Regions from separate parts of the Sus scrofa genome. Here all the other regions are linked to region 3. The links are chromatin contacts, called in public Hi-C, HiChIP or PLAC-seq and promoter capture Hi-C maps. All regions are on one chromosome and are shown on one strand. The core of a region is the stretch at or near the end of the contact, and the rest is flanking DNA. Distances in the headings are between cores, read along the strand shown.

Region 1 (7,195 bases), core at 2,699-5,198, 220 kb before region 3:
TGGCTCAGCGGCAGCAGCTGCAGCCGCCGCAGCCTCGGGGGCGGTGTGTCCCCTGACAACTCCATCGAACACTCGGACTATCGCAGCAAACTTGCCCAGATCCGCCACATTTACCACTCGGAGCTGGAGAAGTACGAGCAGGTGAGGAGAGGACGCTGGAGCGGGTGGAGGGAGACGCCCTTGGGGGAATCTCGAGGCCCACGGGCCCCTCCTCACCAGGCCACCGGCCCCCACTGCAGGCATGTAACGAGTTCACAACCCACGTCATGAACCTGCTGAGGGAGCAGAGCCGCACGCGGCCCGTGGCACCCAAGGAGATGGAGCGCATGGTGAGCATCATCCATCGAAAGTTCAGCGCCATCCAGATGCAACTCAAGCAGAGCACCTGCGAGGCCGTCATGATCCTGCGTTCCCGCTTCCTGGATGCCAGGTGGGGCCCAGGGCCCCAGGCCGGCCCCCAGCTCCGGGCTCCTTCCACTCGTCTCTCAGCCTCGGGGCTGCCATGTTGCAGAATACACAATTCTCCGTGACAGCGGTGCCCTCTGGGGTGCAGCAACATGGTGGCCCTGTGGGGACACCAACACCCTCCTCACCGGCCCCTCTCTCCTCCGTAGACGAAAACGTCGTAACTTCAGCAAACAGGCCACTGAGGTCCTGAATGAGTATTTCTACTCCCACCTGAGTAACCCATATCCTAGTGAGGAGGCTAAGGAGGAGCTCGCCAAGAAGTGCGGGATCACTGTCTCTCAGGTACTGGGGGGGCTTGGGGACAAGGAGTTTGGGGGCAAAACGCTCTCCAGTCCTGATGACTCAGGTGTTTACAGAGGGACAGGTTCCCACCTGAGCCTCCTTTCTGCCCAACACCCCGCAGGTCTCCAACTGGTTTGGCAACAAGCGGATTCGTTACAAGAAAAATATTGGAAAGTTCCAAGAGGAGGCAAACATCTACGCTGTCAAGACCGCCGTGTCGGTCACCCAGGGAGGCCACAGCCGCACCAGCTCCCCGACACCCCCTTCCTCCGCAGGTGGATCCCGCGGCTGCCACCCCTGGCTGGCTGTTTTGCACGCTTCCTGCTTTTGTTCCCACTTCCTGTCTAGGCAGGATCATAGCAGAGAGGGGGCCCTTTTGGGGTGAGCGGGACCAAGCTGAGATGGGATGGGGACCCCAGGGGACAGAGGCCACTCCAGTGAATTTACTTCTGCCTTTCTTCCGGCCACTGGCCAAGGAGGGCTCAGGAATAGCCCGTTCCCTGAGTGTTGCAGTGTTGTTTTGTGGGTCATTTGTGTATGGTGGCACAGCCCCGCAGAGCTAGGTCAGGGGCTTTTTGAAAACTGAGAGCTGTGGTGAGTCTCCTGTCTGCCACCACAGGCTCCGTTACACCCTTCCCTAATTCCCCCTCTGCTCCCCCAAGGCTCTGGCGGCTCTTTCAATCTCTCAGGATCCGGTGACATGTTTCTGGGAATGCCCGGGCTCAACGGAGATTCCTACTCTGCCTCCCAGGTCAGGTGGTCCATCCCGCCTTGAGTAGGGCTTTCCCAAACTCCGACTCCCTGCTTTAGGATGTGCGACTTTTTTTCTTCTGAGGCTTCTTCTCACTGTGTCATGTCCTCCTCCGTTGCCTGCAGGTGGAATCACTCCGACACTCGATGGGGCCAGGGGGCTATGGGGATAACCTCGGGGGAGGCCAGATGTATAGCCCTCGGGAAATGAGGGTGAGTGAATGAGTGAATACCACCAGGACGGGATGGCGTTTGCCGGGGCGGTGCCGGTCCCCACACTGGGTTCCCCAAAGCCCTACCCCAACTGTCTTGTCTCTTTTCCCAGGCAAACGGTGGCTGGCAGGAGGCTGTGACTCCGTCCTCAGTGACGTCTCCGACAGAGGGACCAGGGAGCGTTCATTCTGACACTTCCAACTGATCTCGCCCCTGAGGGCCACAGGGGTGGGGGCTCCCAAGGCAACTCTTGAAGAGGACGCAGGCATCCAGAGGACAAACCCAGACACAGGAGAAGCACAAGCTAGAGACGGGCCAACAGGAGCATCCCTTCCCTGGCCAGACTCTCTCAGTGCTGGGGTGCTGACTCTGTGGCAAGGAAGACGGGGTCCCCTGAGAGGAGAGTGGGGTCTATTTCCCCCTTTTTCCTTCATTTTTTCTCCCCTTTCTTGCTCACACACAAATACACACACCTAGAATCCTAGTTTTCAGAACTTTCTCCCCTCTCTCTCTCATGCATTCTGTTTCTCTCTCCTACCCCGCCCCCTCTTCTTCTAGGCGCCCCCACTCTCCCTCCCCCACCCCCCTTATCTGTTCTGGGATCTATGGAGCCGCCAGCCAGCCCTGCCCGACCAGAGATGCCAAAAATGGGGACATGACTTCTGGACAGAGGACATGGGCCACGCCCCTGTGCCTCCCCACCCCTGCCCCTCCAGACGGCTTTATTACCTCATACGCAGCTCATCTTAAACCAATAGAATCGCTCGGTGGACGAGAGTGTCTGACTCAGATATCTACCTCGGAGGGAGTTTCTGCTACTTTAGGGAATTGTTGACTGGGCTTTGGGGTTGAACTTTTTTTTTTTTTTTTTTAAGGAAAGAAAAATTAACCCTGGATCCATCTGTATTTTTTTTTTTTTTTAATTTCAGGGTTTTTTTGTTGGTGATGGTGGTTCTTAATTTTTAGTTTGGGGGAAGTAGATGTTTTTATAAATATGTTGATTTCGTTTGTTTCTTGCTTTCCCATATTAGGGGTGATAGCCAAAGGGGTCATGATAAGAGGACGGGGAACAGATAGAACTGGTGAAGAGGCCTGCCTGGCTCCAGTCCTGTCAGGAAGTACATTTAGTAGGGCACCAAGCCTGCCCCCCTAAAGCCACTTAGGCGTTCTCCTTTGCTTGTAAAGCCACTTAGGTGTTTGCTTGTGCAGGCAGCTTTCTGCTGCGTTTGGTGTGAAGGCAGTCGGGGCTTGTTCTGCCAACCTATCGGCCCCTCTTCCCACAATCCTTGGGCCGGGCCAGACTCTAATCTTGAGCAAATGCCACCTTCCCCTGTGAGTGACACATCTTTAAATCTTTTTTTAAAGCTACTATCTGCAGGTTGGAAGGGGAAGAATGGGGAGGGGGTTATTGCCAAATATGTTCCTTGGGGGTTGGGGTGTTTGTGTATGTTATCTCCCTCGATTTCCCCAGAAGTGAGGCATCTTTTTGTTTTTTCTCAGTCCAAAATCAAGAGGGTGGGGAGAGAGAGGAGAGAGGCTGCCAGGTTTGGGGGAAGGTAAAACACCACTGTCCTGCCCTTGGCCCTGAACCCTACCATCTGAACCCCTCAAACATCCTCAGGATTTTATAAGGCTGTCACAGTGGGGAATCTCTCCTGTCAAAGATCCCGGCAGGATTGGGGGGCAGGTTGGGAGTGTGATGGCTGGCGGGGGGAGGCATGGGCCAGGGGCAGTTCTCGCCTCACTTGTAAACTTGTAGTTTCACAGAAAAACAAAAAACAAAAAACAAAAAAAATGCAGTTTTAAATAAAGAAATTTCTTTTTTCCCTGGGCTTAGTTGAGAATTCTTTTCAAAAAACATGAGAAACCCCAGAAAAAAATATTTTGCTCTCATCGAGCCCCAGATAGGTTTTTCTCCTGAGTCCCCCAGCCTTGCCCCCACCACCCAAGCCCCAGGTCTCACCCCTGCCTCCTCTCCAGGGAAAGAGCCAGGCCTGAACCCTGTTGCCTGGCAACACTGCCAAGTCAAGATGGGGCTCTGGTCCTCCAATCGTGGACTGATGGAGTAGATTGGGGTCCTGAGGGGCTGAAAGACCCTAGGAAATAAACTCCCCACCCCCATAGATGGTGGCTGTGCCCAGGGGTGGGGTGACAATTGTTTCTCTTAGTACCTGAAGGACTCTTGTCCAAGAGGCATGAATTCCTAGCATTCCCTGTGACGGGACAGGATGGAGGAGAGGGTACAAGCCCCACCTAGGGTGGTGGCCACAGCAACGAGGGGCAGACAGAGCCAGGAGCCTGGGGAGGAAGCAGGATGGCAGCAGGGACAACGGCCGGAGTCTGGGTGCTGGTCCTCAGTCTGTGGGGTGAGCCACTCCTCCCTGACACCAATCCTCCCCCCAGAAAGCACTCTGCCCCCTCCCCAAATCTTCCCACAACTTTCTGGGAACCTGGGTACTGCTTTTCAATCTCCCACATCCACTGGGTTCTAGTTTTATCAGACCCTCCTTCCTGCCCCTCCATCGTGGTGCTGCCCCCCCACCGCCCCGCCACTGTGATGTTGTGCCTCCCCTCCCCCCCCCCCACTGTCCTGCCGTCATGGTGCTGTCTCCCAGGGGTAGCAGTAAGTGATCAAAACATCACAGCCCGGATCGGGAAGCCACTGGTGCTGAACTGTAAGGGGGCCCCCAAGAAACCACCCCAGCAGCTGGAATGGAAACTGGTAAGTGGGGCTCTCGTCACAGCCTTCCCACTCCTGGGGAGACCAGTGAGGATTTGCATCCGTCCTGCCTACCGCATCAGCCCTCTCCCCAAGGGCTTGCGCCACTTCGACCTCTCCCCTCTGACCCCAGAACACAGGCCGGACAGAAGCTTGGAAGGTCCTGACTCCCCAGGGAGGCCCCTGGGACAGTGTGGCACGGGTCCTCCCCAATGGCTCCCTCCTCCTGCCGGCTGTTGGGATCCAGGACGAGGGGACTTTCCGGTGTCGGGCAACGAGCCGGAACGGAAAGGAGACCAAGTCCAACTACCGAGTCCAAGTCTACCGTAAGGGTTCCGGGGCCTCCTTCGAGGCCCACGTCCCATCTCAGGAAAAGCCTTCCACCCCAGCCCTTGGCTCCCTGGCCCTGGCATTTGAGAACCTGCTTCAGCTGCCCCCATTCCCACACCCGGGCTGTGAGAACCTTCAAGGCTGCAGCCTCTGATAGGAAGTTTCCCTCCTTCAGAGATTCCTGGGAAGCCGGACATTGTTGATCCTGCCTCTGAACTCATGGCTGGTGTCCCCAACAAGGTAGCAGATGAAAAGGGGAGACGTCGAAAGGGGTCCTGAGAGTGGGGAGAGGAGTGCACCTGTGTGGAGTCTCTTATCGTCAAAGATGACGACGTCACTTTTTCCCCAGGTGGGGACTTGTGTGTCTGAGGGGGGCTACCCTGCAGGGACTCTTAGCTGGCACTTGGATGGAAAAACTCTGATACCTGACGGCAAAGGTGAGCCCCAAGGCGCCCCCTCCCGGCTGCCTTCCTTGTGGCCCCTCTCTTGCACCCACCCTGGATGCCTCGCCTTGTCTTCCCTCCACCACAGGAGTGTCTGTGAAGGAAGAGACCAGGAGACACCCCGAGACAGGGCTTTTCACACTCCACTCCGAGTTGATGGTGACCCCGGCCTGGGGAGGAGCTCCCCAACCCACCTTCTCCTGTAGCTTCAGCCCGAGCTTTCCCCGGCGCCGAGCCCTGCACACAGCTCCCATCCGGCCCAGTGTCTGGGGTGAGCACAGAGGTGGGGAGCTGCCCCAAGCTTGGGTGAGCACATGTCAGGAAGGAGGACCCTTGGGGATCAGAGGGTTAAGTCTGTGGCCACTGGAACCACACACAGGTTTAACTCTTCAACTCATGCCCGGCCCACCTCCAGAGCCTGTGCCCCTGGAGGAAGTCCAGTTGGTGGTAGAGCCAGCAGGTGGAGCTGTACCTCCTGGTGGGACTGTGACCTTGACCTGTGAAACCTCTGTCCAGCCCCCGCCCCAAATCCACTGGACCAAGGATGTGAGTGACCTGGAACAGGGGCTGGGAGGTGGTGAGTTACGTCACTGGCAGCTAGGAGGGCAAGGGGCCCATGGAGATAGGGGGCAGGAGAGAGCTGAGGAAGACAAGGGTACCTGAGGATGTGGTTAATGGTCTCCTGCCCGCCCCCCCCCCCCCCCCAGGGCACACCCCTGCCCCTTTCCCCCAGCCCCGTGCTGCTGCTCCCTGAGGTAGGGCCTGAGGACCAGGGAACCTACAGCTGTGTGGCCACCCATCCCAGCCACGGGCCCCAGAAGAGCCGAGCCATCAGCATCAGCATCATTGGTGAGACTTCTCTCCAAAGGGCCCCTGGGGCAGGCGGAGGGACACCGCAGGCTCCAGTTCCCCACCTCGTTCTGGCACTGTCCCCAAGAGCCACCCCACCCCTCCCTCAGTGCAGCCACATCTAGGCCCCCTCTGCCCCATCCAAACCCCACCGAGAGAACGGGCGGCCTGGCCCCTCTCCCCGCTGAACCGCGGGAGGAGAGGGAAAGACTGTGGGGGCTGCCGCTCAACAGCCCTCTCCCAAACTGAAGCCGTTCCTTCTGACCTGCTCCAACTTTGTCTTCCAGAAACAGGCGAGGAGGGGCCGGCGGCAGGTGAGGGGCTGGGTAAGGTCAGAGGGAAGCTGACCGCCCTCAGCACGACGCGGGGATACTGGGCAAGAAAGGAACTGTGCGCGGCGGGGCTGTGCCCTCAGTTCTCCCCAACTCCCCACAGGTTCTGTCGAAGGGCCGGGGCTGGGAACGCTAGCCCTAGCCCTGGGGATCCTGGGAGGCCTGGGGACCGCCGCCCTGCTCGTCGGGGTCATCATGTGGCACAGGCGGCAACGCAGAGGACAGGAGAGGTGAGCAGAGGAGGCCAGAGGGCCTCCAGGCAGCAGGGAGGGGTGCGGGGGGAGGATGACAGAGTGCTGGAAATACGGCGAATTCTCCCCAACGCCCCCTCCCAGGAAGGCCCCCGAAAACCAGGAGGAAGACGAGGAGGAGCGTGCGGAGCTGAACCAGCCGGAGGATCCCGAGGCGGCTGAGAGCAGTGCAGGAGCGCCTTGAGCAGCCCCAGCCAGACGGCCACCCACCCTCTGCCTTTTCTTTTTCCCACACTCGGTTCTGGCCCCAGACCAGTTCACCCCTGTATAATCTCCACCCCGCCTCCCCAAGCTCTCCTCCACAACCAGAGCCCCCCACAAGCCATCATGAGTAAACACCTGACACATCTTGCCCCATTTGCTTGTGTTTGTGTGTGTGTGTGTGAGACACCCTCCCCCCCACCACACCAACACCCACTCACACCAGGGAGAAGATGCTCCCTGTTGTGGAAAGAAGGAGGGACAGGGACGGACAGAGGTGGGCGGAGATCCCATGAATACATCTCACCTTATTTATTGAATTTGTAAGAAAGGAGGTAGTAAGGGGAAGGAAGCACT
Region 2 (6,806 bases), core at 2,459-4,958, 150 kb after region 3:
GGTGGCACAGGTTCAATCCCCCAGCCGGGTGCAGTGGGTTAAGGATCCCTCATTGCCGCAGCTGTGGCTACACAGCCGCGTAGTTGCAGATTCATCTAGGTTTCAATCCCTGACCTGGGAACTTCCATATGCTGTAAGTGTGGCTGAAAAAAAAATAAATAAACAAACAAAAACAAATTTTTTAAAAAAGAAAAGAAAGGACCATCAGTCTGTACATCTAAGTCCTTGTGCCTCTGTTCCACCTTCCCTCTCACTCAATTCTGGTCACCTGGCTGTAACTCCTCCAAGACCCTTTAGTCTCCTGGAACATTCCATACTTCAGTCCTTCCCATTTTCCCCCTTTCGCTTACTTAGTCCTTACCAAGCTTTCCCAGAAATCGGGTCATATTCTCATCCTGTTTGGCGCTGGTAACAACAGACAGGGGATTGATTTCATCCAGAACTTGAAAGGAGAATGGAGAACAAACGAGTTCAAAGATTTTTATCTTTTGCCCAAAAGGAAATCTGTAGTCTTCCCCTTGCTATCTCCCTTCACCCCATACAATTTATTTCCTCCCTCTAAGAGTAGGGAGTGCCCCCACATTGGGAGCATAGATAGGAGGAGTCAGGCATGAGATTAAATCTCCAGCACCTGGTACACTTGCGGATAATAAGCTGAATTCCTAAAAACAACAAAGGGAGTCTCTTGGCGTCAATTACTAAAAACAACAAAGGGAGCCTCTAGGAGTCAATTAATAAAATAGATTGAGTCAGCTAAGGACATATGTGTGAAATACACTTCCAGCCCCATAGAAGAGGAATGCATAGCTCTGTCCTCACCTCTCTGCAGCAGCTTGAGGCTCTCATGGTCTGGGGCATCTGGCATGAAGTGGATGGTGGAGTCACCAGTGTCATAGTAGGCAATGCCCAGGTGTCCTGAATTCCACAGCACACACAGATGAATCTGTCCAGCAAGGAAGGAAACTAAAATTTGAACCAGGGTTGGGCCATGCCTCATTTAATTTTAATCATCTTATCAACTCTGAGATAGGGGTTTTTTCGTAGCTCAGTGGGTTAAGGATCGGGCAGCTTTGTCACAGCAGTGGCTTGGGTGGCTGCAGTAGTTCGGGTTGGCTCCTTGGTCCGGGAACTCCCCAAAATAAACAAAAAAAAAGAACCCCTCTGAGATAGGCATCAACATCACCATTCAGTAAATGTGAAACCGACACTCAGTGGAGGCAAGTAACTAGCACAGCTCTTCCCAGCCGCTTTACCTTCTAACAATCAGACGTTCCAATTAACTCCCCCTCTCCAATTTCCAGCTCCTGCTCTCCCGCCCCCCACATCACCCCAGCCCCGACCTCCGCGGGTTCCTCCTCTTCCTCCTCCTCCCCCTCCCCGAAGCCGGGCACTGGGGCCAGGCTGGGGAGGCTGGTCGGGGCCTCCCCGGGTCCCGGCTCCTGCGGCGTCCTGCCTGAGGTCGCTCCTACGGAAGCCATGGCCGTGGAGGCTCTGTGGATGCAGAAAATGAAGGCGGTTCAGGAGCGAGATCTCTCCCGCGAGAAGGAGAGGGTGGGGGGTGTGTGCAGAAATACGAATCTACTGAGGATTAATGGGAGAAGGCCGAGGGGGCAGGGCTGCGAGGGCCTGCGAGAGATGTGGTCACAAGTGCAAGGCATTTGGAGGAGCGATTTCTCGGGTATTTCACTAAAGTACAGGCTGTGGGAAACTCCACCCCCCCCCATTTCTGTCACGCAGAGGCTGTACTTGGCAAACAGCCTGAGAGCCCCAAGGGGCGAACTGTGCACACCTCCTCTCTTCTCCCCAGCCAACCAGGCCCCAGAAATCACAGCCTCAAGCTCTAGACTACCCCACTCAGACGCGGACAACTGGCGGTATTTTCCCGCGTTTTCAGTCACCTGGGTTGCGACGTGTGCAAGACCGCGTCACTAACAGCCGCGAGCAGGAGGTAGGGGTGTGCCGTCGGCGCGACGGCGGGGTGCGCGCGCACATGCCCCGCCTTCCTAGACACTATTGGTTGAAGAGACCCGGATCCTGCATAGACATCCAACAGAATGAAAAGGAGCAGAGGCCCGCAGAAAAGACTGGACGATGATTGGCTTATTCGCATATAGGGCAGGACCAGAACGTTCAAACTTCCCGCCCTCTGCAGTTGCCTAGCACCCAGGCCTCTGGCAGTCAGATTGCTGGGCTGTGATTGACGCGGGGTGGAGCCTGTGAGAAGATCCAAAGCAGAGCTTGAATTTAGCCCCCCCCCCCCCGCCCCCGGAACCTTATAGGAGAATCTGGAGAAGAGGCCGACCTTAAAGGAACAGAGACGCGGCTTTTTGATTTTTTTTTTTTTTCTCTGAAGAGTGGAGATAAGCAATAGTAATTCAACCTGTGCCAACAATTCCAAGTTAATAGGTATAAAGAGCTTAGAACAGTGTCTGGCAAACATATTAAGAGCCATTTGAGAATTTTAAATAAATACGTAAACATAAGAAACGAGGCTCCTATCTCAGCCCACATTTGCCTGGGTGCTGAGTATGATTCCTCCCACAGGGGTCACAGGGCCTAATTAATAATTTCGGCGCCCCAGGAGAAGATAGAACCATTCGAATTACACCAACTTCTGGCAGAGAGCGCTAGACCTGATAAGAATACCTACACCTCTACTGGGACATGCCCCTACCCCTACACACACACTCACACACACCCCTAAGGACAGAAGGGTGTCATTCATTCTGGGCCAGGTCCGTGGACTGGAAGCAGGGATTATAATTAAGTCCTTATTCCATAAGCCTGATTTTTGAGTCTGTGTGTGTGAGGGGAGGAGAAGAAGGAGATGGTAAGGGAGATAGAAATAAACAATCACATACTTTTTTTTTTTTTTTTTTTTTGTCTTTTTGCCTTTTCTAGGACCGCTCCTGCGGCATACGGAGGCTCCCAGGCTAGGGGTCTAATCAGAGCTGTAGCCACCAGCCTACGCCAGAGCCACATCAACACGGGATCCAAGCCGCATCTGCAACCTACACCACAGCTCACGGCAACGCCAGATCCTTAACCCACTGAGCAAGGCCAGGGATCAAACCCACAACCTCATGGTTCCTAGTGGGATTTGTTAACCACTGCGCCAGGATGGGAACTCCAATCACATACTTTTAAAAACATCCTTAAAATACATCTTCCTGGAGTTCCCGTCGTGGTGCAGTGGTTAACGAATCCAACTAGGAACCATGAGGTTGAAGGTTTGATCCCTGGCCTTGCTCAGTGGGTTAAGGATCTGGCGTTGCCGTGAGCTGTGGTGTAGGTTGCAGACGCGACTTGGATCCCGTGTTGCTGTGGCTCTGGCTAAGCTGGCAGCTACAGCTCCGATTAGACCCCTAGCCTGGGAACCTCCATATGCTGAGGGAGCAGCCCAAGAAATGGCAAAAAGACAAAAAAAAAAAAAAACGTCTTCCTCCCAGCTTTGTTCCAGGTACTCTGAATGCAGAGGTCCCACCCAAGAGCTTAGGGAAAATGGTGGGGTAACCTGGCTCAGTTAACCAATGATTGGAAAATCCCCTTTAGTGAGAAAGTGGAGGAGTTCAGGGCTAGGTTAATGGTTACCCCCTGCAAATTGTTGAGCAATGAAGCTATGGAAACCTGGAGGAGGCCAGGTGACAGCTCTAAGGTGTGTCAGGGAGGGACACACCTTCCAACCTGGGATGGGAAGAGATTAGGGACAGGTTTACCAAGCTGAGGAAGGGGAGGGAGTTGAAAGAGAAGCCTGGGGAAGGAAAGGGGAGATAACTGAGATAGGAGAAAAGCAGGAGCCAGGAGATTGAGACGGGAAGGAAACTTCTGTGATGCAGGATTTGGGGCTGTAGGCCCTGGCTTCGAACCCATGAGGCACTGATGGATGGTACCTGGAGAGGGCAGCATTACCTGTCACCTGGGAAACTAAGGTAAAATACTTTGTGGGTAGCCACACCAGCTAGCCAAAGTCAATATTGATGATAAAGGCAGCTCTGGCTATAAAAGCTGTAGGAGAGAATAGAGAGGCGGGGGAGAAGCTGCCAAACCTGTTTGAGCTCAGGGCTGGCCCCATTTGCCTGAGGCTTCTCCCAGAGGGGAGATTTTTGTGGGGCAAATTCTCTGGTGGACATGGACCAGCTGGAGCAAAAGAGGACTCTGGAAAGTAGCGCTGCTTTGACCTTCCTTCCTCAGATGGGAGGGGTTGTGTGTGCAGATTTTGAGAGTCACCCATGGAGGAGATACCCCTCCCCCAAAAAACCCTACATACTCCTTGTATTATTCTGCATCCTTATACGATGGTACAATTCAAGGGAGCAAACACCAAATATATCCCTCTCTGAGGAGGAGAGAGAAAGCCCTTCCTCCAGGGAGGAGAAAACCCACAGAAGAGGAAGCATGAAAGGAAACCACTAACTGCTGGTTCCAACTCCTCTCTTCCCTCCACCCATCTCCTCCCCCAACTCTCCCCCTTTCTTTAAGTTTCAATCCCCATTGGGCTCCTATGTCCTTGCACGGCACTAAATGTTTTTGAGACTGCAGGTGTCTTGTTAGACAGAGGGCGGTGAGGAAGAAAGAGATGGTTGAATAGGAGGAAGATTCAAATGTGGAGGCTGGCATATGTATAGTTTGGAGGACATACTCTTGGGCTATTTTTTAGCAGATCATCAAGAGTTTGATAGACCCTCTAAAATCAAGGTTCTTGGGGAGGAAGGAAGGGAGAGAGCTACTCTTCCTCTGTCCTCCCTGCTTCTTTATTAGTGTCCCTAAGGACTTCACTCGCCCTATTCTGTCTGATCATCACTTTTCCCCCTCATGATAGGACTAGCTATCACCAGCTCCTGGGATCAGTGCAGCTCTATTCTGGGGCCACAGTAACCCCACGCTTCCACCCCATCTCCAAGGCAACCTGTCAGGGAGAAAAGGGCAAGGGGCACAGCAAGGGGCCCCAGGGGTTGAGGGGCGGGGAGAAGTGGAAGCTTTAAAGCTGACCAGGCTACTGCCTGGGAGAGGACCTCCCCCAGTGATGAGGCCCTTGGGTTCAGCTTCCTGTTTCCCCAACACAAGGCCTGGTTATCTCCCTTCCCCACCCTCTGCCCTAACTTTCACCATTCTCTACCCCCAACCCCAGTTTCCACTTCCAAGTCCCTCTCCTGGACCCCATTCCTTCCTGGCAACCCAGAATTTGGACTGGAGTCCTGAGGGAACACTGGGAAAAGGAATAAAAGACCACCGTTTCCTTCTCTGATTCCCTCTTGGGGGCCTCAGGGACATGCTCAAGCAGTGTCACCTTTCCCCCCCTTAGGGTGGAGTGGGAGTGTCCTTTGATTCACGAAGCAGGGAAACTGAGGCAGAAGTCCTGTGTTCAAGGAGACTGGCAGAGAAACAAGGAGTTTCCCAGGATTCCATCTCCTCAACACCCCCTTCCCCATCGTGTGGGTGACCTGAGAACCTCTCCTCTGGACCCACTCCCTAGATCGTCCCGCCCGCCCCCCTCGCCAGTCCCCTCCCCAGGTTCTGGGCGGGGCGGTCAGTGAGTCAGCTCCCTGATCCAGTCCAGGAGGGGGTAGAGCTGGAGGCGCTGGGTGTGGAGTCCGCAGGACTGGTCGGGAGGCCGTGTCGGGAGTGAGAGGGTCTGATCGGGCTCGAGCAGCGCTGAAGGGCCCGTCCTGGGTCTAGGGGAGAGAATCTCTTCTGTGAGACCCGCCTTCCCCGGCCCCGGCCCCTCCCAGTTCCCCCAGCGACGGCCGCTTCCTGCTCTTGGTCGCAACCATGGCTGAAGAACAACCTCAGGTCGAATTGTTCGTAAAGGTAAGATCACCTTCTCCCTTCTAGGCCCCCCCTCCAAGTTCCTGGAAGGCAACTCTCACCTTTCCCCGGCTGCAGCCTTAACTCCCCAATCCCTTCCCTCTTTGACCCCCACCCCCAACTCCACGTGCAGTCTTTAGGGTATGTTGGGGGGGTGGCTGGGGAGGGGAAGACAATTGACTTGAGTGCTGGGAATGAGAAATCTAGGCTCAACCCTGAAAAGTTTGTAAAAGTGCAAGTTTCCAGCAGCTTGGACAGGAAAAGGGAGGGTTCTCAGGAGTTGAGAAGGTTGACCTGAGTTAAGAAGTGGGGGACGGCAAACTGAGGAGGCCGGAAAGAGAAGGGAGCGGCAAGAAACCTACAGGGTTTGGGTGAGACAGAGGGAAACATCTGGATATGGGCCCAACAAGAAGATCAGAAAGTGAGGGGTGTAGTGAGGGAGACTTGGGGAGAGAGGGAGGGAGGGAGAGAGAGAGAGAGTGAGAGAGAGAGAGAGAGAGGAGAGAGAGAGGTGTGTGTGTGTGTGTGTGTGTGTGTGTGTAGCGGGGGTGGTTTCAAGGAAATGGGTGTGGTGTGGTAGGAGTCCTGGGAGTAGGACCAGGTGGATTGGGAAGAATTGGTGGGGTGGAAGGAGACAGGAGAGTGGTACGGGTAGTGTTCCAGAAGCCGCCTTAGAGAGGTGGTGATCGGGCTGAGATCCAGTGTCCTGGGGGCTTGGGGAAGTGAGAGGACAGGTGCTGGCAAGGAGATGAGAGCTGAGCTGTTGCCACCAGGAGGGTAGATGCAGAGCGAGATCAGAAGGAAGAGGAGGGCTGGGTTATGGCGTTTAGAGATTTGGGGGGGGGGGTTATAGAAGCAGAAGAAAAAGAGTCACCCCGACTCTCCATGGGTTGGTCCCATCGCATTAGCATCTCAAAACTGCAGGCGGGCTGCCGCGTCAGCCCCGCACCCTTCCCCGCCTGCTCTGAGTTCTCTGCCGCCTCCCCGCCTCTTCTCTGTGC
Region 3 (6,795 bases), core at 236-2,735:
ACCATCTAATGGGGAAACCCGATACCCCGATACTTTTTTTTTTTTTTTTTTTGTCTTTTTTTTGCCATTTCTTGGGCCACTCCCGAGGCACATGGAGGTTCCCAGGCTAGGGGTCGAATCAGAGCTGTAGCTGCCAGCCTACGCCAGAGCCACAGCAACGCGGGATCCGAGCCACGTCTGCGACCTACACCACAGCTCACGGCAACGCCGGATCCTTAACCCACTGAGCAAGGACAGGGATTGAACCCACAACCTCATGGTTCCTAGTCGGATTCGTTAACCACTGCACCATGACGGGAACTCCGGGAAACCCGATATTGAACACATTCTATCACTAGCAGTTCCACCAGCACTGATGTGTAAGAACAATACTGTAGTCTCCTGGAAGATACAATAAACACATCCAGTAGGCAGGAAACAGAGGCTTCTTCACCTGGACTTGGATGGGTGGGGAAGTGAATGTAGGTATGAGGGATGCAAGGAAGAGGAAGGGAAGGGAGTCGGCCTTCTAGGCGCTAAGAAATGCCAGTGGTGAAGCCATGGAGACTGTAGCTTAGTTTGGGAGTGACAGAGAAAGAGAAGGCAACGGTGCAGAGTTGAGGAAGGGTCTTGTGTAGGGCAGTGGAGCTCTGACTTGGTCAGTTGTGTGGAAGGGCAGGCGTGAGGACGCTGACAGTTGGAAAGATTAAGGATAGCTGAAATGTACTAATATAAATGTTCATATAATTAGGAGAATTCGTACTAGGGCTAATTATACAGCAGGGGTGAAAGGGACAAGGTCATGGATACTGAGAGGGCATTTACCTTGGCAAGAAATTGGGATCAATTCTGAAAGTGGAGGGAGGGGGACGATAGGTGTGATTCTCATAAGATTTTGAGACGGAGGAGAGGAAGTCGAGGATACTGGACTGCCTGGCCTTGTAGGAAGTTAAAATACCTTTTAGGCCAGGAGTGCTGGGGTGGTTATTATGCTTCAGAAGTATTGGAAAAGTCTGATAGTGTGGCGGGAGGGACTGCGAGGATTCTCAGCAGGGCAACAGCAACCAACAGCTTCTTACAGCCACGAGGTGGTCTGGGACCCCCGCTCCGCACAGCTGGGCCACAGCAGCACCAGCCGCAGGAGCAGGTGGCAGCGCCACCCGCGGGGAGCCAGGCAGGCGGGGACCGCAGGGGGCGGGGGCGCGCGCTGAGGGGCGAGGAGCCGGCTGCGCCGCGGGAGGGCGGCCGGGACCGGGGGGCGGGCCCGAGCGAGCGGGCCTCCGCGCGGCATTTGGCACGCACGCGCAGACTGGCCGCGGGGCCGGGAGGCACAGAGGAGGGGGAGCCAGAAAGAGGGGGGTGCGGAACGTATTTCCGCTCTGGCGGACAAATAATACTGGCCAAAGGGGAGGCCAGGCTGTCTGGCCCTTTAACCGTGTGGGGGGGCGCTGGCGAAGAAAGGGGGGTCGGGAAAGGGGGAATCCTGCTCCTTTAATTCCCTCCCCTCTTCCTCCTCCCTGAGTTCTCGCCGACGCCGCCGCGCGCGGGGCCTGGAACACACGGCACGAGCCGCCCCCGCCCCTCCCCCCTTACGCCCACGCGGAGCCGGCCCCGCGCGCGCGCCCCGTGCACCCCCGCGCCTGCGCGCTGCCCAGGCCTTGCCCGTGTGTGGGGGCGCAGCCGGCCCCGGGGGGGTGGGGGAAATAGGGGGGTAAAAAAACAGCGCGCGGAACCGGGCCAGGTGAGAGGCGCGTGCACTCAGGGTCGCGGGGCGGGGGGGGGCGTGCCACGGAGTTCTGAAGGCGTGGGGGGGGCGTGCACGATGCGTGCAGGCCGTGGGGGGAGGACGTGAAAAGCGCGTGCAAACGTGCAAGGGGGGGGGCGGAGGAATGAGGCAGCGGGTAAAGGAGGCGGGGTGAGAAAAGGCTGCAGCCGGGGCCACCCCAGAGCCCCAGGCCTCTGCTCCCCCTTCTGCCGACCTTCCCCCGTGGGTGCGCGGGCTCGCCCCATCATCGCGGGCGGTCGGGCTGGGGGGTGTGGACGCCGCTGCCCCGCCCCCGGGAACCACGCCTCCCTCCTCTCCGAGGGACAGCGCCTCCCCGGGGGCTGGGGAAACTGAGGAAGAGGCTTGAAGACCCGCTGATCTGATGCTGGGGGGCCAGGCAAGAATGAGAGTGCGAGGCCTGGAGCCTTGGCTTAGGAAAGCCAGAGACCTTTGTCTCTGACTGGTTTCCTTCCCAACCAGGGTTGCCCACCCTCGCCACAATGGCCTCTGGGGTGGAAGTCCTGCGCTTCCAGCTGCCTGGCCACGAGGCCGCTACACTGCGGAACATGAACCAGCTCCGCGCAGAGGAGCGGTTCTGCGACGTGACCATTGTGGCCGACAGTCTCAAGTTCCGCGGCCACAAGGTCATCCTGGCTGCCTGCTCGCCGTTCCTGCGGGACCAGTTCCTGCTGAACCCCAGCTCTGAGCTACAGGTCTCGCTGATGCACAGTGCACGCATAGTGGCTGACCTGCTGCTCTCTTGCTACACGGGCGCCCTGGAATTCGCCGTCAGGGACATCGTTAACTACCTGACGGCCGCCTCCTACCTGCAGATGGAGCACGTGGTGGAGAAATGCCGGAATGCCCTCAGCCAGTTCATCGAGCCCAAAATAGGCCTCAAAGAGGATGGGGTCAGCGATGCCAGCCTTGTGAGCAGTGTCAGTGCCACCAAATCCCTTCTCCCTCCTGCCAGGACCCCAAAGCCAGCCCCCAAACCCCCACCCCCACCCCCTCTCCCCCCTCCACTCCTGCGGCCTGTGAAGCTGGAGTTCCCGCTGGATGAGGACCTGGAGCTGAAGGCCGAGGAAGAGGATGAGGATGAGGATGAGGACGTGTCTGACATCTGCATCGTCAAGGTGGAGTCGGCCCTGGAGGTGGCACACCGGCTCAAACCTCCCGGAGGCCTGGGAGGAGGTCTGGGCATCGGAGGCTCTGTGGGCAGCCACCTTGGAGAGCTGGCCCAGAGCAGCGTGCCCCCCAGCACTGTGGCCCCACCGCAGGGCGTGGTGAAAGCCTGCTACAGCCTTTCCGAGGATGCGGAAGGGGAGGGCCTGCTGTTGATCCCCGGCGGCAGGGCCAGCGTGGGGGCCACCTCAGGCCTGGTGGAGGCAGCAGCGGTGGCCATGGCTGCCCGGGGGGCGGGGGGCAGCCTGGGGGCGGGGGGCAGCCGGGGACCCCTCCCCGGCGGCTTTTCCAGTGGAAATCCCCTCAAGAACATCAAGTGCACCAAGTGCCCGGAAGTGTTCCAGGGCGTGGAGAAGCTGGTCTTCCACATGCGGGCTCAGCACTTCATCTTCATGTGCCCGCGCTGCGGCAAGCAGTTCAACCACAGCAGCAACCTCAACCGGCACATGAACGTACACCGCGGCGTCAAGTCGCACTCGTGTGGCATCTGCGGCAAGTGCTTCACGCAGAAGTCCACACTGCACGACCACCTCAACCTCCACTCTGGAGCAAGGCCCTATCGCTGCTCCTACTGTGATGTGCGCTTCGCTCACAAGCCTGCCATCAGGCGGCATCTCAAGGAGCAGCACGGCAAGACCACTGCCGAGAACGTGCTGGAGGCCAGCGTGGCTGAGATCAACGTCCTCATCCGCTAGCGCTGGCAGGGGCAGGCGCTGGGGCCCTGGGCTGGGTAGGAAGGGGACCCCCCCCGGCCCAGGAGAATAGGGGGGTGGGGGATCGAGGATAGGCAGGTTCGGTGGGGAGCCTGAAGAGACACACACCCTGAGGGAGGGGCCACAGATTCCTTGGAGAGAAGCTGCCTCTTCAGAAGAAAAGGATGGGGAGGGTTCTTCGGGAAGGCCAAGGGAGTGGTAAGGGGATCCCAGAGAAAGATTTTCTTCTCTTAGAGGTGCATAGATATGTGGAGGGAGGGGAAAGGTCTTATAGGAATGAGAGGGGGCAAAGACTGGAAAATGTTTCATTCCTGGCTAGGTCTGCCCAGGAAGAAGTTCTGACATTTCTTGAGGTAGGGGGTGGGAGGGTGGGAATCGGGAGGGAATTTGGCAGGAGGCAGCTTGAGTGCTCCTGCTTAGAATAGAACCTTGGGAGAGGGAGTGGTAGGGGGAAAGGATTATTGAATCCCAGAAAAGGAAGTTCTTGCATGCTGGGGGAACGGGTCTGTGGGTACAAGGCTCACCAAAATTGTAGGGCGAACAAAATAAGGTGGCAGGTAAGAGAATATGGGGGTGAGCATCCTGGGTAGATATTGGGAAGTGGGGTACAATAGCAAGAACTATGAATAGTGGTGGGGGTGGGGGGTAGGGCACTTAGATGAGAGGACATGAGAAGGGCTGTTTGGGGGGAGGGAGAGGAGTAGAGACTTATACAGTATTTTTTAAGAAAAAACGTATTTTTTAGGATTTTTTCTGGAGTTTGGGGTTTTAGTTTTTCTGATTTTGTTTTCCACAAAATAAAAAAAAAACAAAAAACTTTTTTTTTTCTTATACTCTGTCTGGCAACTGTGTGTAAATGACTCTCCGACCCTAGACCGCCTCACACTCTGATGCCATTTGCTAAGTACCTGGAGGTCACAACTCATCCAGGTCTCATGCCTGAAGCTACCTTGACAAGGGAAGGGGGAGTGTAACAAGTGGGATTCTCCAGCCAGGGACCCACACCCCCAGTTCTGCATCCTCAACACCTGCTGGATACCTCATGTCACAAAGGTTCCATGATTGTTTGGCAGAGGTGTCAACACTTGACCTGCCCCTCTAGTTGAGTCTGGTACCAGGGCTAGGGAGGGGCGCTAGGTGTGATCGCTGTGCCCAGCCAAAATTGTAAGCAGGAGCCTAAGTTTGGGCATCTTGGGTCTGGGAAAAAGTTTCGTGTCGCCTGGAAGGCAAAAAAAAAATCACTGGATTAGGGTGTGGAGAAGACTACAATTCCCAGAAAGCTCTGGAATAGTTCTTAACCAAAGAGGACTACAGCTCCCAGAAGGCCTTGTATTGGCCTCAGGTGCCCTATGTCCCAACCACCTACCTGAGTCAAATACTGCATGTGAAATACAGATATTTTCCAAAATTTGACCATAATGTAGTATCTAAAGAGATGGTACCCCAAATAGACCCATCAAAGTTGTATGTCTTAGTACTGTTGACTGGGCTATGACCCACGCAATACCTGCCTGGATATGCTTGTTAAACAGACGGCAATGACTCCCGCAACTCTGGAGGCTTACCTGAATCCCTAGTGCATGTGGTGGCCTAACATGTCTGGCATAAACAGAGGAGACATTTAGCCCCAGGTTTTCAAGAGGGGGTCGCTGCTCCAGGGGACATTAAAGCAGTATGCTAGAACCAGCCAAGAGGAGACCTTCAGGTGTCCTTCGCGTGTCCCCATCGCCCCCTTCTTGCTTGTTAGAGAAGCGAGGCCAAAATTGAGGCCGAGCCTTCTATCTAGTGACCTAGAAACTAGAAAGCAACCAGAAGCGGGAAAAGCACACGCGGGTGGGATTGGAAATACAGCCACTGCCAGGAGCCGGGAGACTCAGATGCTCTGTTACCTAAAACCAGGTCGGGGATGGAGAAGCCACACCTGGACCTAGGCGTGCCTCGCCTTCGGTTCCCCGCTGAGCCGAGGCCAGGAATGGCAGGAATTTTCCCCGGCAGCCCCCAGCTTAGGTCAGCCACTGCCATTTCAGAGGCCGCTCTCCGGGGAGAATGGCCAGAAAGCGCGTAGTGGCTCCTTTAAGGCTCCTCCTAGCCCTCCCTCCCCCGCCCACGTGACCCGGGGCGGCCGCGCGCCGGCTCGGCCCCCCGCGCAAGCGGCGATGGCGGCGGCGGCGGGAGCTGCAGCGGCGGCGGCCGCCGAGGTGCGGAAGGGGAGGGGGAGAGGCGGGTGCATGCCCGCGCGCGCGCCCGGGGGAAGCGCGCGCCCGTGCAATGCTCCGGGGGTGCAACGGGGCCGGGGGGCCCGGGCGGGACTTGCAGCAATCCGGAGGGCCAGCACCGGGGGCGGATGAGGGGACCAGGGGGTGGGAGGTGGGGGGAGTGGGCACGGAGGCGCGCATGCAGCCGCCGGCTGCCCCCGAGTGGGCGGCGGGCGCCGGGGCCCCGGGAACACGCGCGAGGGGCACGAGGGGCCGTCCACCGGGCTGGGGGGCAGCGGGCGCAGGAGGGGTTGGTGCCCGGGGTCCCCGCGGCCTGGGGGACAAAGGGGGAGCGGCGCGTGCAGCCGGGAGGAGGGGGCGGGGCCGGGGCGCGGAGGCCCCGCCCCCTCCCCCTCCTCTCTTCTCGGCCCCTGAGATGCGGGGTCTACCCAGAGGGAGGGGGCTGCTGAGGGCCCGGGGGAGGGGTCGTGCGGCCCCTCCGGGCAGCCGAAGCCGCGGAAGGGGGGGCCCCCATAGAGGAAGAGGTAGGCCCCGGAGCCTACTCTCTCTTCCCAGGGCTCAAGCGTCCTGGGCGCCCCAACTTCCTACCGGACTGACCAGTCCTCCTATCCCTTGTGTCCCCTCCCAGGGGGAGGCCCCCGCTGAGATGGGGGCGCTGGTGCTGGAGAAGGAGCCCAGAGGAGCTACCGAGAGAGGTGAGTACGGCAGAAACGGGCCCAGTTAAGACTTTCACCTCCCCCAACACGGGATCTCCTGAGCCCTTGGCCCGAACTTTTTTTTTCCTTTACAGTTCATGGCTCTTTGGGGGACACCCCTCGTAGTGAGGAGGCCCTCCCCAAGGCCAACCCTGACTCCCTGGAACCTGCTGGCCCCTCATCCCCAGCCTCTGTCACAGTCACCGTCGGCGATGAGGGAGCTGACACTCCTATAGGGGCCA
Region 4 (6,968 bases), core at 2,256-4,755, 190 kb before region 3:
ACCACAACGGGAACTCCTGTAAGTAAATTTTTACTGGAACACAGACACACTAATTCACTTACATATGGTCTATGGCTGCTCTCTCAGTACTGTGGTACCACACTGTGGCAATACATGGGTTGTGACAGAAACTATATGGCCTGCAAAACCAAAAATGTTTCCTATCTGGCCCTTTAAGGGTAAAGTCTGCCAACCCCTGCAACAGATCATAGTCTCTGCTCTCTAAAATGATACACATGAAACATTTGGTTTCTGTTCTTTCTTTTCCTTTTCTTTTTTCTTTTTTAAATTGGCTGCACCTGGGAGTTCCTGTTGTGGCACAGTGGAAATGAATCCGACTAGGAAACATGAGGTTGCGTATTCAGTCCCTGGCCTTGCTGTCTTGCAGATGTGGCTCGGATCATGTGTGGCTGTGGCTGTGGCTGTGGCTGTGGCTGTGGCTGTGGCTGTGGTGTAGGCCGGTGGCTACAGCCTGATTGGACCCCTAGCCTGGGAACCTCCATAGGCCACGGGTGCGGCCCTAAAAAGACAAAAGACAAAATAAATAAATAAATAAATAGGCTGCACCCGTGGCATGAGGAAGTTCTAGACCAGGGATCAGACCTGCCACACAGTGGTGCCCCAAGCTGCTGCAGTGACAATGCCAGGTCCTTAACCTACTGTGCCACAAGAGAACTCCACACATAAAGTATTTTGGGTTTTTCTGTTGGTTTGTTTTTTTGGGTTTTTTTTGCTTTTTAGGGCTGCACCCGTGGCATAGGAAGCTCCCAGGCTAGGGGTCAAATCGGAGGTGTAGCCAATGGCCTATACCACAGCCATGCCAGTTCCTTAACCCACTGAGCGAGGCCAGAGATCACACCCACGGCCTCATGGATACTAGTTGAGTTCGTTACCACTGAACCATAACGGAACTCCTATTTTGAACAGTGCCTGTTCACATAGTAAGTGCTCAATAAATGCAAGTTATCATTACTATTGCTGCTGGTCATGGCAGAGGTAGGAGCAGCAGGCCCACCCTCCAGGATGCCCTTTCCATTGTTCCATGAAGGCCCCAGTTCGGCATGCCCTACTCACCGTGCCAGTAATTGCAGATGGAGAATTCCTGGCCCCAGGGGCTATAGCAGATCCGGTAGAGGTTAGACCTCATGGAGGTAGGGAATAGCCACTTCAAATAGTCCGTGTCTGGCAAGAGAACAGCAGTGCCAAGTGGCCCCAAACTTTGTGCCCTCAAAACTCAGGGCCCCCCTATGGAGCCCACAGTGCCCACTTACCTCCATACTGTCCCATCTGTGGAGAGGAGAGAGAGATGAAAGAGTCCACATTGTGTTCATCCATCACAGAGAGCAGTGCCCGGCACACCAGGCCCCCTGCAGGCAGAACACGACATTGGGCAGGGACTTGGGGACAGCCAGGCCAAGAGTCCCCCCACTCCGCACCCTCCCCCACACACATTATGGACATAAAGGAAACCAAGGCCCAGAGCAGACCACACACCTTGGGTCAAAAGCTCCCACATGGTGTGAGTGACAGAGCCAGAATTTGATTCTGGGTCTTTGGACTAACTCTAGGCTGCTTTTTACTGTCCCCATATCCCTTATGTCATGGGGAAAGAAAGGGACAGCAGTGCAGGAAGCCTCCCTCCCACTCAGGACACACACAGAGGTAAGACCCAGGTGCTAAGGGAAGTCAGAAAGGGAGGGCTCAAGTACTGGGCCCCTGGCTGAAGCAGTGTAGTTCAGAAAAGGGAACACCAGGCAGGGTCGCTCTGATAAGGATCAAGCCTCAGACAGGGCTTAGGAGTTGGGGTGGGGGGGTGCCTACCCTGCGAGTAGCAGATGAGATGCACCCCTTGAGGGGCCTTTGCCATGATGGGGGCCACAGCCTCTCGGAACCCTTGCACCTGTTCCCACAGGGGCCGCAAACTCTCTCTCCCATCGAAGAGATCAAGCACTGTCACCACAGTTCCGGGATGTGTCTGTGGGAAGGGGGCACTGCTGCAAGCGGGGACGGACTGCAAAGCCCGGACGTCCACACCGTCCCCTGGCCAGCGCCCGCATGCCTATCGTGCCCTGCTAGAACCAGGGCCCTCGTCCCCCAACTTTCTCCACGCCACCACCAGCTCCCCGAGGAAGCCCAGCTTTCAGTTCCTCATTCTCCTTTCCCAGTCACTGTGGACGCCTCCAACGCCCACAACCCGGTGTCCCCTGCCAGACCTCGTTGATGTATTCCAGCAGGTGGCGGAAGCTGTACGAGCTGTCAAAGAGCCCATGCACCACGATGACCGGCTTGTAGGAAACCCGGTGGGGCGCAGGGGCTGCCGGCAGTAGCAGCAAGAGCAGGAATGGCAACAGAAGCAGGAATCCCGCCGGTGGGAGCCGCAGCCCTTGGAGCCCCAGCATGCTGCCGCCTGAAAAGAGGGCGATGAGGGCCTGTGAGAGAGATGACAACACCCCCTTCCCTACGGAACAGACGCCGGCAATCCAGCATCCGTCGCCCGTTCCCATGCTAGGTCCTAGTCGCAAAATATCTTTCACTCCAGTCCTCTCCCCGCAAACACACCCCCCTACAACGTAGTAGACGCACCAATGCGCACCCAAGCCCCGCCCCCAACTCAGCGGGGACTCGGTCCCTAGGCCCAGGGTCTTCCTAAAGCATCGTCCCAGCCGTACAAGACCGAGGTTTTGCAAAAGAGACCCCAGAGCAGCAGCGCGGGACCCCAGGAGGGTGCAAACTCCCACCTGGCCTGGGTCCGTGAGCCTCTCTCCGCCCGCTGTTTACCTCCCCCTAGCTTGGAACGCACGTGGGGGAGGGGAAGGGTGTAAGGAGACCGCGCGCAGGGGAATGACGGATGGGAGATGGGTGGCTGCTCGGGGTCGCGCTTAGCCGTCACGTCCGGGGCTTTCCCTAGCAACCGTACCAGCGTCCCCCGCAACGCAGGCCCGAGACAGGAGGGGCAATGGGACAATCCATTGCGCCCTAGAGCGGGGGGGGGGGAAATAGGCGGAGCGAACCATTTAGACTGGTGGGGAGAGAAAAAAGCGGCGAACAAGCTGGGAATTGAGAGAAGGCCTCTTCGGGCCCTGCGGCAGCAGCGACCTAAGGATCCCATTTCCCGGCCTTGATTAGCCCTAGTTCCCAAATTCAGGCGTCCGGCTGCGCATCAGAACACGAAGTTCTCTTTCCCCAGGGAGGCGCTGGGGAAACAGTCTGGAGGAGCAGTCCGCATTTCGCCGTCCGCCAGTTGAGGGCTGGTTAGCCCAGGCAGACCCAGCCCCCAGCCCCTTCCCACCCGCCCCAGGTCTGCGTCTTACAACTCTTCATCCTGAAGTGCTTGTAGCGCCCTTGTCTCCAGAGACGAGGAGAGTCCTCGAGGCCTCTCGGGGTAAAGTGTGGCTTGGCTCAAGTTCTCCTACCCTACTCCACTCCGCTGCCCCTCTACGACCCACCCCCCAAGGGGCGGAGGGCCCCTGGGGCAGCTCTGACTCAAGCTCGCGTGGTTTTCGGACCAGTCTTTCAACTTGAGCGACCCCCAAACCTCGTCCCGGACTTGGAGCTCTTTGTGGGCGGCTCCTTACTCAGACCCTCCCACTCGGTCGGGACTTCTGAACTCCAGGCGTCCTGCACCTTTGCCCCTGTAGCCCCGCCCGATACCCAGGTGCCGGGTTAGGGCTTTTACTTAGCATTTAAAGACTTTTTCCTTGATAAAAAGAATTTCGCAGCTCCTCTGAATTCTTGCCTCTGTTCACTTTGCGTCTGAAGTCTCTCCTCAGATGCCAAACCAAACTGCATCCTCAGTTGTGTAGACTGAGGTTAGGGCAGCCGTAGGGGGTTAGGGGCGTTAGAAACCAAAACGATCGGCATGCAGCCGCGATCTAAATCTCTGGCGCCTGGGGCTGGCCCAGGCTAAGCGCCTCCGTCACAGCTCTGTAGTCTTCGCCTGGACTCAGCTTGAGAGAGCGACTGCCTCTGGCGGGGGCTGGAATGTCTAAAGGGGGAAGGTGGGGTGGGTAACAATGATTCCTGGCTCTGTTTTTGCAAAGAGCCCAACTCTGGTAAAGCTCGTAGACTGCTGATCTTCACCTCCCCTCCCCACGTACACGCTCCCGAGTTGCAATAAGCAAAATGAAAAGACTGCAATTACTGCGGTGCCCCCAGGTCGACTCAGACGGTGGCGCTGCGACTTGGCGGGGGTGGTGGGTGGACAGGATTTAAGGAATGGATCTGAACACGGAGGGCCCTGGAAACCCTAAGAAACACGATAAGCAAAGGGGAAAAGGAAATCAAGCATATATTCCCAAACCAAGCTTCCTAAAACGAGTGGTTGATTCTCCCACTCCTCCCAAAACTCTTCAGCTCTTTCACCCTGGAGCAAGACGGTAGCCACGTATCTCCCCAAGCTTCCTCTCCGTCCTCCCTCCCCCACCCCCACCGTACAACCGGCTCTACTACCTCAGAGGTGCCCTGGACCAGAGTCTCTCAATTTACCTCCCAATTCATCCCAGGCCAGGGTGGCTGGTTGAGGTCACAACCCTGGGAACTTTCAGGCCATTGCTGGTCTCAATTCTGCACGCGATTCTCTCGCATATGGTTCTCTCTCCTACGGAGGGGAAAACCAGGGCTAAGGACTTGGGAAGAGATCCTGAGGTCTTATAGGGAAGCTCAGGAGGGGGAGGCCTGACCGATGAACCAGATCCAGAGGGAACTGAGGTATTGAATCCACTGAGCACCTACTCGCTTCCTCCCACAGTATAATCACTACAGCCAGTCTTGGAGGGGAGGACTCTAGAGAGTTCTTTCTCCTTCCTTCCTTCTCTTAGTACCACCCGCCTTGCCTGGTCTTGCTTGCCTCCCTGTTTCCATGACAACTCCAAAGGAGCCCAAACTGGGGGCTTGAATGCCGGGGTGAGAGGAGGAGAGACATAATCCAAAAGCGGAGAGAGACCGAGTGGGGGTACATCTGAGAGGCTCCCCCTCCCGTCTCGGTCCCTTTAAGCTCCCCCCCTCCCTGCTTTTCCTCCGCCCCCCGCCGCCACTGTCTCCATCTCTCCATCTCTGCGCTGCTGCCGGCTGCGCAATCTGCGCACCCAGCTCCGGTGCTAGCCAGGGACCCCGACTCCAGACTCCAGCTGCACGGATCCTGTCCCAGCGAGATCGCAGGCATGTCATCTGAAAAGTCAGGTAGAAAACAACAACAAACCCTCCTGCCCTCTCCACTGTCTCCTGACTCCCCCCCCTTTAACCCTCCCTAGCGGATGGTTCTGTTTCATTCCCCTTCTATCCAGCTCTCCACTCACTCCCAACCCCCCTCTTCTTTCTCTAACCCTCCGTCCTCTTCCCTTCCTCCTGCCAGTCTCAGCCTCTGTCCCTTGCCAACAACATGGGTAGGGAGGCAGGTTGAGAGGGTGAGGGAAGTATAAGAGTGGCTTAGCATCAGCCAGGTACTGCATGGATAGCATCATTGCAAGTGACAGATGGACAGATGACACTGGCTCACATGGAGACATCCAGAAGAGAAATAAGGAGAGATGATCAGATGGGGGTTGTCAGGGGAATTAAATCCAGAGGACTCTTCTTTAATCTGCCCTAAAAGAGGTACTGAGATTCCCAGAGACTAGGGCACCCCTCCCCACTGAAGGAATGGTAGAATGGAACATGTTACCCTACATGTGTTTATACAACTGTTGAACTGAGCCCATGTTAACACAGTGTTGCATGTCTACACATGTGCACGCACAGGACCAGCTCAGATAGGCAAGCCCAAAGGCAGTCATAAGCCAAGGAGGCTAGGAGATTGGGTCTGCAGGTTAAAGCTGGTGCCCACTGCTGAAGAAGGGAGAGAAGCAGGAGAGTTATGACCTCAAAACTAGATTGAAAAGAAGAGGGGGGGGTGAGGGGGTGATGGCCTAGATACAACACTTCTCCTGCCCCAAGAATGAGAGACGGCTTCTCACCCATCTCCTCTCTGTCTCTCCCATTATCTTTCTCCATCTCTGACCCTCTGTGTCTCCCCCTACCCCTCCTATTTCATCTGTCTGTCTTAACTGACCCCTTCCCCTCGCCTCTGCTCACTGCCCCCAGGCCTCCCCGACTCAGTCCCTCACACCTCCCCACCACCCTACAATGCCCCCCAGCCTCCGGCTGAACCTCCCGCCCCGCCCCCACAGGCAGCCCCTTCCTCGCACCATCACCATCATCACCACTACCACCAGTCCGGCACCGCCACGCTCCCGCGCTTAGGGGCAGGGGGCCTGGCTTCCGGGGCCACCGCTCAGCGTGGTCCCTCGTCCTCTGCCACCTTGCCAAGGCCCCCACACCATGCTCCGCCCGGCCCCGCCGCCGGGGCGCCCCCACCCGGCTGCGCCACCTTGCCCCGCATGCCACCCGACCCTTACCTGCAGGAGACTCGCTTTGAGGGCCCACTGCCCCCGCCACCGCCCGCCGCCGCCGCCCCGTCCCCGCCGGCGCCCTCTCATACTGCCCAGGCCCCGGGCTTCGTGGTGCCCACGCACACGGGAGCGGTGGGCACGCTGCCGCTGGGGGGCTACGTAGCTCCCGGCTACCCCTTGCAGCTGCAGCCTTGCACTGCCTACGTGCCAGTCTACCCGGTGGGCACGGTGAGTATGGGGCAGACAGGGCCGGGGGGAGGGAGGGGGGGTGGGGAAACGATGGAACAAGGACCTGGAATTGGGGACACACTAGGGGCTGGGGACCAGACGGTATTCTGGGACCAAGGGAGAGGTGGGACTAGGGAAAGGCCTGGGAGTGACTGGTGGTCGGTTGGCGTCAAAGACCAGGGTCTGGGAGGGGAAATAGGCTCAAAGTGCAGAGGAGATTTGAAAGGAGGAAACAACCTTCTTTCTCTGCCAGATGTGAAAAGTTGGTGGGCTCGGAGAGGGTTATGAGTGACCTCCTCTTCCTACAACCTTCTTTCCACAGCCCTATGCTGGCGGGACCCCGGGGGGAACGGG

What was found. Promoter capture Hi-C pulls out the DNA fragments that hold promoters and counts their contacts. A called contact is a pair of places that touch in the nucleus more often than the background predicts. HiChIP or PLAC-seq counts read pairs in DNA pulled down with a chosen protein or histone mark.
Region 1: a contact with region 3 is called in a Hi-C map of epiblast stem cells, with 3 times the contacts expected there. The contact joins the promoter of AGER here to the promoter of ZBTB12 in region 3. A contact is called at or near these places in 1 of 5 promoter capture datasets (liver), 3 of 47 Hi-C or Micro-C datasets (embryonic fibroblasts, epiblast stem cells and liver) and 1 of 2 datasets of contacts at active chromatin or transcription factors (alveolar macrophages).
Region 2: a contact with region 3 is called in an H3K27ac HiChIP or PLAC-seq map of alveolar macrophages. The contact joins the promoter of CLIC1 here to the promoter of ZBTB12 in region 3. A contact is called at or near these places in 2 of 47 Hi-C or Micro-C datasets (embryonic fibroblasts and heart right ventricle) and 1 of 2 datasets of contacts at active chromatin or transcription factors (alveolar macrophages).
Region 4: a contact with region 3 is called in a promoter capture Hi-C map of liver, with 3 times the contacts expected there. The contact joins the promoter of PPT2 here to the promoter of ZBTB12 in region 3. A contact is called at or near these places in 2 of 5 promoter capture datasets (fetal liver and liver), 6 of 47 Hi-C or Micro-C datasets (embryonic fibroblasts, epiblast stem cells, heart right ventricle and 3 more) and 2 of 2 datasets of contacts at active chromatin or transcription factors (alveolar macrophages and skeletal muscle).

Annotation. Positions count from the first base shown.
Region 1 is chr7:24,217,915-24,225,109 of Sscrofa11.1, reverse strand. AGER (advanced glycosylation end-product specific receptor) reads left to right here and starts at 3,948. Exons shown (of 11, transcript NM_001123218.1): 1 at 3,948-4,079; 2 at 4,329-4,435; 3 at 4,566-4,758; 4 at 4,938-5,002; 5 at 5,112-5,199; 6 at 5,294-5,476; 7 at 5,621-5,751; 8 at 5,913-6,054; 9 at 6,342-6,368; 10 at 6,490-6,616; 11 at 6,722-6,990. The coding sequence starts at 4,028. The coding sequence ends at 6,821. It overlaps PBX2 (PBX homeobox 2), which reads left to right. Exons shown (of 10, transcript NM_001123157.1): 3 at 1-39; 4 at 42-141; 5 at 240-430; 6 at 615-750; 7 at 872-1,025; 8 at 1,413-1,501; 9 at 1,627-1,713; 10 at 1,826-3,545. The coding sequence ends at 1,918. It overlaps RNF5 (ring finger protein 5), which reads right to left. Exons shown (of 6, transcript NM_001123224.1): 6 at 7,127-7,195.
Region 2 is chr7:23,848,064-23,854,869 of Sscrofa11.1, reverse strand. It overlaps CLIC1 (chloride intracellular channel protein 1), which reads left to right and starts at 3,708. Exons shown (of 7, transcript XM_021098462.1): 1 at 3,708-3,929; 2 at 5,303-5,808. The coding sequence starts at 5,770. It overlaps MSH5 (mutS homolog 5), which reads right to left and starts at 1,519. Exons shown (of 24, transcript NM_001195358.1): 1 at 1,329-1,519; 2 at 820-943; 3 at 362-442. The coding sequence starts at 1,478.
Region 3 is chr7:23,991,670-23,998,464 of Sscrofa11.1, reverse strand. ZBTB12 (zinc finger and BTB domain containing 12) reads left to right here and starts at 1,485. Exons shown (of 2, transcript NM_001101821.1): 1 at 1,485-1,720; 2 at 2,225-3,935. The coding sequence starts at 2,245. The coding sequence ends at 3,624. EHMT2 (euchromatic histone lysine methyltransferase 2) reads left to right here and starts at 5,792. Exons shown (of 29, transcript NM_001101823.1): 1 at 5,792-5,840; 2 at 6,487-6,553; 3 at 6,649-6,795. The coding sequence starts at 5,799.
Region 4 is chr7:24,184,961-24,191,928 of Sscrofa11.1, reverse strand. PPT2 (palmitoyl-protein thioesterase 2) reads right to left here and starts at 3,505. Exons shown (of 9, transcript NM_001123167.1): 1 at 3,312-3,505; 2 at 2,214-2,407; 3 at 1,822-1,975; 4 at 1,272-1,367; 5 at 1,075-1,182. The coding sequence starts at 3,321. PRRT1 (proline rich transmembrane protein 1) reads left to right here and starts at 5,037. Exons shown (of 4, transcript NM_001123170.1): 1 at 5,037-5,178; 2 at 6,079-6,614; 3 at 6,937-6,968. The coding sequence starts at 5,160.